Linked DNA regions of Mus musculus: regions 1 and 3 are each linked to region 2. The links are chromatin contacts, called in public ChIA-PET and HiChIP or PLAC-seq maps. All regions are on one chromosome and are shown on one strand. Each heading gives the region's core, a stretch centred on a gene start, on an enhancer-like site or on the middle of the called end of the contact. The rest is flanking DNA. Distances are from core to core; before and after follow the strand shown.

Region 1 (2,708 bases), core at 110-2,609, 94 kb after region 2:
GCCTAGGAAACAGAATCAAAACCTAAGCGAACATGCAGGCTTTCCTTGCAGGATGCCCTTAGGACCAACACCTCCTGTGGGAGGAAGCAGAGAAGCCAAACGGAGCGGAGGGAGAAATGAGGCTGTAACTCAGTCTCACCAAAGACCCTGTGCCCTGAGGATCTCCTCTGTTATTTTCCGATGTGTATCAAACTAGCCTGTGTGTGTGTCTCACCGCAATGGAAGCTGCACTGTGCTGTCTGACCTCAGTGTCAGAAGGAACGAATTCTCCAGCTGACAGACAGACAGACAGACACGGTGCTTGCACATAGCCCATAAATCGGAAGCCAGGGACCTTTTGGAGTTGTTGTGAGGCAGAGTGAAGGGGATACGATATTTCGGTTCTCCTGTGGATCTGTCTTTGAGTGCAGTGTGCTCTCACTAACCCTCTCCACCCCCCACCCCAGGTAGGTCCTATTGCCCAGGCAAAGCAGTTTCGTGAAGAGTAGTGCCAGAGAGGGACTGACACCTATGGACTGTTGGCAAACTTGTCCAGAAGCTGCGGGGATGGCAGGGGAGGGAGGAGTGGAAATAGACTAGAATGACATAGCTTCAACTCCAATGAGACAAGTCTGTGCTAAAACTTATTATATATATGCATATATGTATGCATATATAATATATGTAATGTTATATAATGTTATATATTGTCTTTACAATCCTTATTTTCTACTTGTTTGGTACTTTTGCTTTATTATTCAAGACAAGAAATTTCTAAGCTATCCCCAGCCGTCTTTGTATTTTTATTTCAAGAGGGTCTTGTTAAGTGGCCCAGACTGGTCTTGAACTTGCGACCCTCTTGTCTCTGCTTCCTGAGTAGGTGGGATCATAGGCCTGTCACAGCAGATTCAAGCCCCAGCGCATGGCTTTTGTATTACCACTGGTGAGGCGTTTGGTATTTTGTGTCCTTTTGTGTCTGTCATCTAGTTATGAGAGACATCACCTGTCAAGGAATCTGTGAGCTTCATGGGTCACTCATGAGCTGAATGCAAAAAAAAGTATTATCTCCACACAATGTTTACACAGTATTATTCACAGAAGACAGAATAGGCTCATAGAGAGAAAACAGATGTGGTCTATATGCCATAATCTTCAGTACTATGGCTACTTCCTTATTCCTAAATGAACAAAAAGAATATACAGTCCAAGAGTAGCTGACTCATAGACCCAGGGAAGACACTTTAGAGTTTATCTCTCCCAATTGCCTTATCTAGATGAAACAAATAAAGAACAGAGATAAATTTGATGACTTGATGGGGCTCATGGTTGGTCTTGAATCAAGTCCAGGCCATTGGGTTTTATGTTCAGTAAACCTCTACTGGTCGGGTCACATCAAAACACATTGCAACTGGACTGCCTTCATAGTTCATGCCACTTCCAATAAGCTAATAGTGGCTGCCATTTTCTGCTTCTAGAAATTCCTTGTTCCCCAGATGAACACAAAAGTGACAAATTTAAATTAAGATTTATAGAGGCAAGCTGACTACCACCTGTAAGAAGAAACACCAGGCTGGGTCTCAGTCAACCTTAAAGACTAGCCAGATTGCTTCCCCCCTTACCCCAACCCCTCATAGAATATGGTCTTTTGAGCTTTGGAGATTTTTTCCCCCAAAGTGAAGATGTTAAGAATCAAATAATCACATAAGCCCCTCAGTTCTTTCCCAGTGCATCTGGAAATATCCACAGTTGAGATGAACAGGCTGGGTTGCGTTGGGGGACCAATCATGAAACAGAATCTATTTCCAGAGCCCCCTGGGTGATGGCAGGATGGGACTAGGGCATCTGTCCTTCTTTCTTGTGAGGGGAGGTCAGGCTCCAGGGAAGGAGCTTCACGGAATAACACTAAGTTCTTATTATGGCAAAACATCCATGACAAACTTTACATTTCACATTTAAGCCATCTTACATAATCTAATTGCACAACATTAGCACTTTTGCAAAGGTTCATGTTCAGAACTTTTGTCATCTCAAACAGAACTCTGAACCCATTAAGCAATAACTCTACAGTCCCTCTCAGGTAACTTCTACTCTGGTTTCTGAGGTTCCCTACTTTAGGTGACCCATGGGAGTACATTTATATAACATCTGTCCCTTTGTGCCTGTCTGTCTTCTCTTGGTAAGGGGGAAGATTTCGAGCCAGGCTCTAGTACTTAACACCTTCTTCATGCTGAACAGCATCCTTTGTCGGAGTTCACCACATTTTGCATTTCCACAGGTCTGTGAATGTACATAGGCTGTCTCTGTGTTCTAGCTATTATAAGTAATGCCACTATAAACTCTGGAGTGGGATAACAGGTTGGTTTGTTGGTTTGTTGGTTCGTTTTGTTTGTTTGTTTGTTTTTCATTCAGCTCCTGATACATTCCAGCACAAATTCTGTGAAGGTCATCTAGTGCAGTCTCTCACAACTAAATGAAGAAGCCATACAACACCAAGCCTCTCACCCATCTAGCGGTAGTACTTATAGGTGCTGTGGTTTGAATCTGAGATGTGGCTCTTAGGACAACGTTTTGTATGCTCAGTCTCTACCCTGTGGCACTACTAGTTTAGTACTTTTTTTTTTTTTTACTTATTCTTTGAGAATTTCAAAGATATATTCGATGTGTTTGGATAGTATCCACCTACCCCCAATTCTCCCTGGACCTCTCCCGACATGGCCTCTTCTCAAATT
Region 2 (2,761 bases), core at 217-2,716:
TTTGTCTGTTTACTGTAAATTTAGAAGAGGTAAGTGAATAAGGTGTGTTGCTTTTTTTCTTTTTTTTTTTTTTACCTTCTCCAGTCATATAATTTTAGCTCAAGATCTCAATGCAGACCTTTTACAAAGAACCAGCCTCCCACCACAAAGGGATTTCCTTCAGCTGAACTACAAGAAAAAACATCTCCCAGGATCCGGCCCTGTCTGTTTTCTGTTGTCACACCTCACCACATTGCTCCAAACCGATGGTTCCTTTCCGTTGCTCCCATTCTTAACCTTGCCCATTGCAGACCTTCAGTTCTTAACTTTGGTGAACTAGAAGGGTTTGGATGATTTCTGAGTTACGCTAATAATTTTCATTGGGCTAACCACAGATTACGTTTTGAAACGTGTATCCCAGAAACATAATCAAATGTCAAGTCCTTAAAGGGAAGACTAGAGATGGATACTCACAGTTCCAAGAGGAAGCATTTTCATAACGGCCATTCTTAACTAGGTTCCATAACCATGAGCTTGAGCGGTGTGGCAAGATGGTCTGTAAGCTCGGGCATAGTGCAGTGATTAGATGGAGCTGCCTTCTCTAGATTCTAATCCATGTGATCTTTTAAGTCCTGTATCAGCACTCGGGGTCTACGTTTCAAGGTGATAAATATCATTTTTGCTCCCTAATTTAAAAAAAAATTAAAAGCCAGATTGCCTTAAATCAATGACTCCATCACCACTGTGTGTAGTGGCTCTGGGAGCTCCTCTTGGAGACACCGCGAGAATTTCTACTTATGACATCGGGCTCTGAGCGCTGCTTCTGACCCTCCTCGAACGCTCGGCGCAGGGGCACGTCACAGAGCGGCACCGGGACAGTCCGTGTCCACGCGCGGTGAGTGCGCGCCTCACAATCCCCGCCTCTGGGGGTACGAGGGATGCGGTGGCGGAGACGCCAGGGTCCCCAGCAAGCAGGACCACCTCTCGGCACCTGAGCCGGGGAGGGAAGGTCCCAGCCGCCACACCAGCCAGGGACCGTGCAGAGAGGAACCTCTTGACTCCGCGGTGCACCAGCCCCGCGCGCGCACGGCCCGCGGGGGAACCCGGGCTCCGGCACCGGAAGCGGCGGCCGCCGGAGCGGCCCCAGAGCCTCCCGAAGCCGAGGGAAACGAGGCCGTGGAGCCCAGGCCGGAAAAGCGGAACGTCCCGCAGAGCCGCGGGGAGGTTCTCCCGTCTCGGCCCGGCTAGGGTCGCCTTGGCCGACTCGCGGCCCTTCGCGGCTGGCGCACTCACCTCCTCCGCTGCCCGGGCTGCTCCACAGGCGGCTGTCACTGCAATCCACGAACTGCCCCGCGCCGGGTTGCGATGCTATTTAAGGAGTCGCGGCCGCAGCTGCTCTCTTGGCTGCGCCACCGGCGTTGCAGCAGCAGCAGCAGGGCCGGGCGGCTGGTAGTGCGCGTGCCGTGCCACGCCGCCCCGCCCCGTCCGCAGGCTCCTCCCCGCCCCATCTCTTAGCGCGCCCACTCCCCCTCGCCAGCTCCTCCCCTCCTGTCGCACAGGTCGAGGCTGTCCCGCCCCATCACACCCACCGCTCCTCTCAGGTCCCGCCCCATCGGCGCCATTCCCGCCTCCCAAGCCCCGCCCTATCTGGGCTGATCCAAGCCCCTCAGACCCGCGGTGCCTCTCAGGCCACGCCCACCAGCTCCAGTCCTTCCCCTCCGGCCGCGCCTCCTCGGTCTTTTGCCCCGCCCCTTAAGGCCCAGTCCTCCTTCAGGTCCCGCCCAGTCCTGCTGACTCCGCCTCTCCCTCCAAAGCCGCAAGGTGGGCGTGGCCTCCCTCAGGTCCATGAGCATGGCTGTCAGCAAGCAAAAGCCACTAAGGTCACCCAAACTGCCCTCTAGTTTCACAACGAATCTGAGGTAGGGCAAAGGGTAAATCTGGAAGTCTCCTGAACCCTGATAATGTGATGCTATGGAATGTTGCAGGTGCCCTTTAGCTCTTCCATCCTTAACATTCTTCCACAGCTGACACCTTGGCATAGCCTCTCTGCTTGCTTCTCTGCTTGGAGGGACCACGGTAGCTGAAGAAGTCCCATCTTTCTTTAGCACAGATATACACGAACCCCTTTAATCCAGTTTCACCACGGTCCCCACACCAAGTTTCGCCACAGTCCTTGGCTAGGAATACAGGACTTCCGCAATATCCTGGCCATGAGGCATCTCTGGACAACCCAGGCCCCTGTGTGGTTCAAGTGAAAAGCAGACTTAGTCGTTGCTCAAGGACGGTGTCCACCTGCCAAGTTTTAAAGGCTTGTCTGCCCTGCTCAGCCTTGGCTCTGTAGACTTGACAAATCCCTTGGGAAAACCTTTTAAGGGCTACCAACGGCCAATGCAAGGCCAGTAGGATGGCTCACTGGGTTAAAGCCCATGCCTGTCACAAAGCCTGAAGTGCAATTCTCAATCCTCAGGACTGTGAGTTACCATGTGCGCATGTAACCCTTCTTCAAACGTCATTTTAAAAAATCTTAAAGATACCCCAAAGCTTTAAGATAATCTTTTAAAAGGTTAAATACTAGAGCCATCACTGTTGCTCAGTGTCCAGAACTGGTCAGTGTGGTTAAGGTAAGATGTAGATCATGCTAACATTTTGAATGGGAAAAAAAAAAGGTCAATATAATTGTTGCCAGGTTCACCTCATGCTATTGCATGAAGACAGTCATCCAGGTACAGGAGGGTTTGCTCCCAGCATTAGATGGAAGTCTTTCTAATATTGCCTTAAATTT
Region 3 (2,700 bases), core at 187-2,686, 74 kb after region 2:
TGGGCCATCTTGCCCACTCTGAACTGTCCCTTTCTAAAAGGTTTATTTGTTTTAAGCATATGAATGCTTTGTCTGCACATAGGTATATATGCGTGTACTGTGGGGGAGGGGAACAATGGAGGTCAGAAGGCCGCACTGGATCTGCTCAGAGTCGAGCTTCTGGTGACTATGAATCACCCTGTGGGGGCTGGGAACCCACCTAAGATCTCAGCAAGAACAGCTAGCGCTCTTAACCCTGTGAGCATCTTCCCCGCCCCTGGGCTGTCCTGTTTGAGCTTGCAGTTTTTCTGCTAAGTTAACTGCCCCGTAGATGGAAAATGAGCCTTCCTTTCTGACGCTTCTCAGTCATTACATAGACATGCATAGGACGGTTCCAAAATTACTAATTTATAAAAGCTTAGCCGATTCTGTCACAGGATTAGAAAGATGCTAAATTATTAAGAGTAATCATTTTTCAAACATCTCTGTACAAAAACTGCTCATGAAAATCTCTGCCCTGGCTTAGGACACTCTTTATTCCCAAGGCCTGAAGTGGATTGCCACCACATGGTGGGTACAGCCACAAGATGAGGGACTAAGTGTGGAACAAGTGTCACCCACTCTGAAACAAGTCATCCAATTTGGAAGACGTTCCACTATTCTAAATGATGTTCTTTCAGGTGCACTACCTTAGCGTTTTAAAGAGCATCCTTTAAAAGAATCATAATTTAAATGAGAATGAAATATCAACCTATCACTCAAATGTTCTCCAAGGCTTTAGAATGAAATCAGGAGGCACCGACAGGCTGAGGCTGCCAAGTGAGGAATAGTTTCTGAAAGATGAACATTTCGTGTTGAATATGTTGAATAAAAATACATTTTGAATATGCTTGAATAGAAAGCAATCTGGGATGCGTTGAATAGAAGATGCATTCTAATTACTATAATGCACCAATTCAAGGATACCGCTGGAAATGGCTCAATTTCGGAATCAATAGTTCTGATTGCTGCACGTTTGAAAGGATCTCAGAGTCTTTCTGCCTTGAAAGCTTGGCTACAGTCATCCTTTGAGGTTTATTCTAAGAAGCCAGGGGTGGGGAACAGAGGCACTCTGCAAGGGTAAAGATTTTTTTTGTGTGTGAAATTCCTGGGGGATCTGGGATTTAATCCTACTATGTTGAGCTTGATGCATAGATTCTATGGTATTGTCAATAGCTAAAAGTAACTGACAATATTTGCCTAAAAGAAAGGAGCCTGGTATGAAAGTTCCATAGTTGTTTGCCAAGGGCTACATCAGATCCTTTCCCGGGTATGTTTGGATAAGGGGATAGTGGGGTTGCTTAGTGGAAGACAAAGCATATTTTTGTTCTGAATGAGCACTTAGAATATCTGACTTTAAAACAGAGACAGAATTCCTTCTCTGCTTGAATTAGCACACCGACCAGTAAATCAACAAATATTTATTGAGATCCTGCAATGGAACCTTGGACTTCCTTGTTTGATAACTCTTGGCAGGTTTTCTAGTGTCCTGGTAAAGAAAATATTTCTTCTACCAAATCACGTTAAAAATGTGTTTATTTTTCCATCTCATATTTATACTTACTAAAGGAGTTTTCCTGTGATCTTTCTTCCTCCCATGGAAGTGCACTATCCATTTTGTGCTCTACATTTAGTTAAAACAAATCAAAACATAGATTTTGATCACATTATCACCTTAGCCCTTGAGTGGGGGCAAGCATACAGATGTACAGTTGAATGCTATTTAACTGCTGGTCCACAGTGTGCCCTTGGGAACTGCAGTTGAAGGACACAGTAGAGGTGGTAGAGCTGGATCAGGAAACATTGAGCCTCTTCCTAACCTATTTCCCTGTCCTATATTTATTTTCATGGCATCCCAGGATTGCAGTGGCAAATATCTCTCAGTGAAATTCTAAGAGTATTTCAGACACATCCATTGTAAATTTTCCTTAGATTGCTACTCACTAAGACTACATTAGATCTCAACTTCTTTAACAGCAAAACTTACCAATTGCAAGAAGGATATCACATACTTTCCCTCATATGCAGTATCTAGATGTGTACCATAGACATGAAAGCAGGTGTAAGGTTATGGGGACAATTGGGTTAAGGAGGGGGGACAAGAGAAGGTAAGAGGAGGTGGACATGAACAAAGTACTATGATACACATGTATGAAATGCCATTATGAACCTACTATTTTATATGCTAACTTAAAAACATTCATTATTAAAACCTGATGAGAGGGGCTGGAGAAATGGCTCAACAGTTAAGAGCACTGATTGTTCTTCCAGCACTGGGTTCAATTCCCAGCAACCACATGGTGGCTCACAACCATGTACAATGAGATCTGATGCCCTCTTCTGGTGTGTCTGAAGACAACGACAGTGTACTTACATAAATAAAATAAATAAATCTTAAAAAAAAAAAAGAAACTGAGGAGAGCTGGAGATGTAGCTCAGTGGACAAGTGCTTGCTAGTGTGGGCAAAACCTTGAGTTTGATCCTAGCACTGCAAAAATAATTTTTCAATGACTCCCATATTGAGGGAGTTCCACAGATACGACCAAGTAGATATTTGGAAAAAATTGTACATCTACCAAATATACAGGTATTTTCTTGTCCTTATTCTCTGAATAATAGTATGCAATGATTGTTTACAATAGCATGTAATGCACTATGAGATTGTATGTGTGTTATATTAGA

The links. ChIA-PET counts read pairs in DNA pulled down with a chosen protein or histone mark. HiChIP or PLAC-seq counts read pairs in DNA pulled down with a chosen protein or histone mark.
Region 1: an REV-ERBa ChIA-PET map of liver shows a contact between it and region 2, with 10 times the contacts expected there. The contact joins the enhancer-like site here to the promoter of Acsl1 in region 2. A contact is called at or near these places in 7 of 39 promoter capture datasets (the 3T3-L1 cell line, the C10 cell line, epiblast stem cells and 4 more), 7 of 484 Hi-C or Micro-C datasets (brown adipocytes and liver), 3 of 115 datasets of contacts at active chromatin or transcription factors (intestinal villus epithelium and liver) and 1 of 9 other capture datasets (adipose tissue).
Region 3: a contact with region 2 is called in an H3K27ac HiChIP or PLAC-seq map of SST interneurons, with 2.1 times the contacts expected there. The contact joins the enhancer-like site here to the promoter of Acsl1 in region 2. A contact is called at or near these places in 8 of 39 promoter capture datasets (the C10 cell line, the HPC-7 cell line, liver and 3 more), 13 of 484 Hi-C or Micro-C datasets (the G1E-ER4 cell line, brown adipocytes, conventional dendritic cells and 4 more), 5 of 115 datasets of contacts at active chromatin or transcription factors (SST interneurons, embryonic stem cells, intestinal villus epithelium and 1 more) and 2 of 9 other capture datasets (adipose tissue and liver).

The regions. Positions count from the first base shown.
Region 1 is chr8:46,375,497-46,378,204 of GRCm38.p6, reverse strand. No RefSeq gene overlaps it. Among named protein-coding and RNA genes, the nearest start is that of Gm30931, 14 kb to the right of the region's middle. Within about 2 kb of position 1,359, at least 7 of the 459 cell types and tissues checked have an H3K27ac peak or open chromatin away from gene starts, as enhancers often do. A contact at or near this core is called in liver, where this site is marked.
Region 2 is chr8:46,469,742-46,472,502 of GRCm38.p6, reverse strand. Acsl1 (acyl-CoA synthetase long-chain family member 1) reads right to left here and starts at 1,466. Exons shown (of 21, transcript NM_007981.4): 1 at 1,273-1,466. It overlaps Gm31050 (a long non-coding RNA gene), which reads left to right and starts at 1,453. Exons shown (of 2, transcript XR_378936.3): 1 at 1,453-1,898; 2 at 2,004-2,512.
Region 3 is chr8:46,396,072-46,398,771 of GRCm38.p6, reverse strand. No RefSeq gene overlaps it. Among named protein-coding and RNA genes, the nearest start is that of Gm30931, 34 kb to the right of the region's middle. Within about 2 kb of position 1,436, at least 9 of the 459 cell types and tissues checked have an H3K27ac peak or open chromatin away from gene starts, as enhancers often do. A contact at or near this core is called in SST interneurons and intestinal villus epithelium, where this site is marked.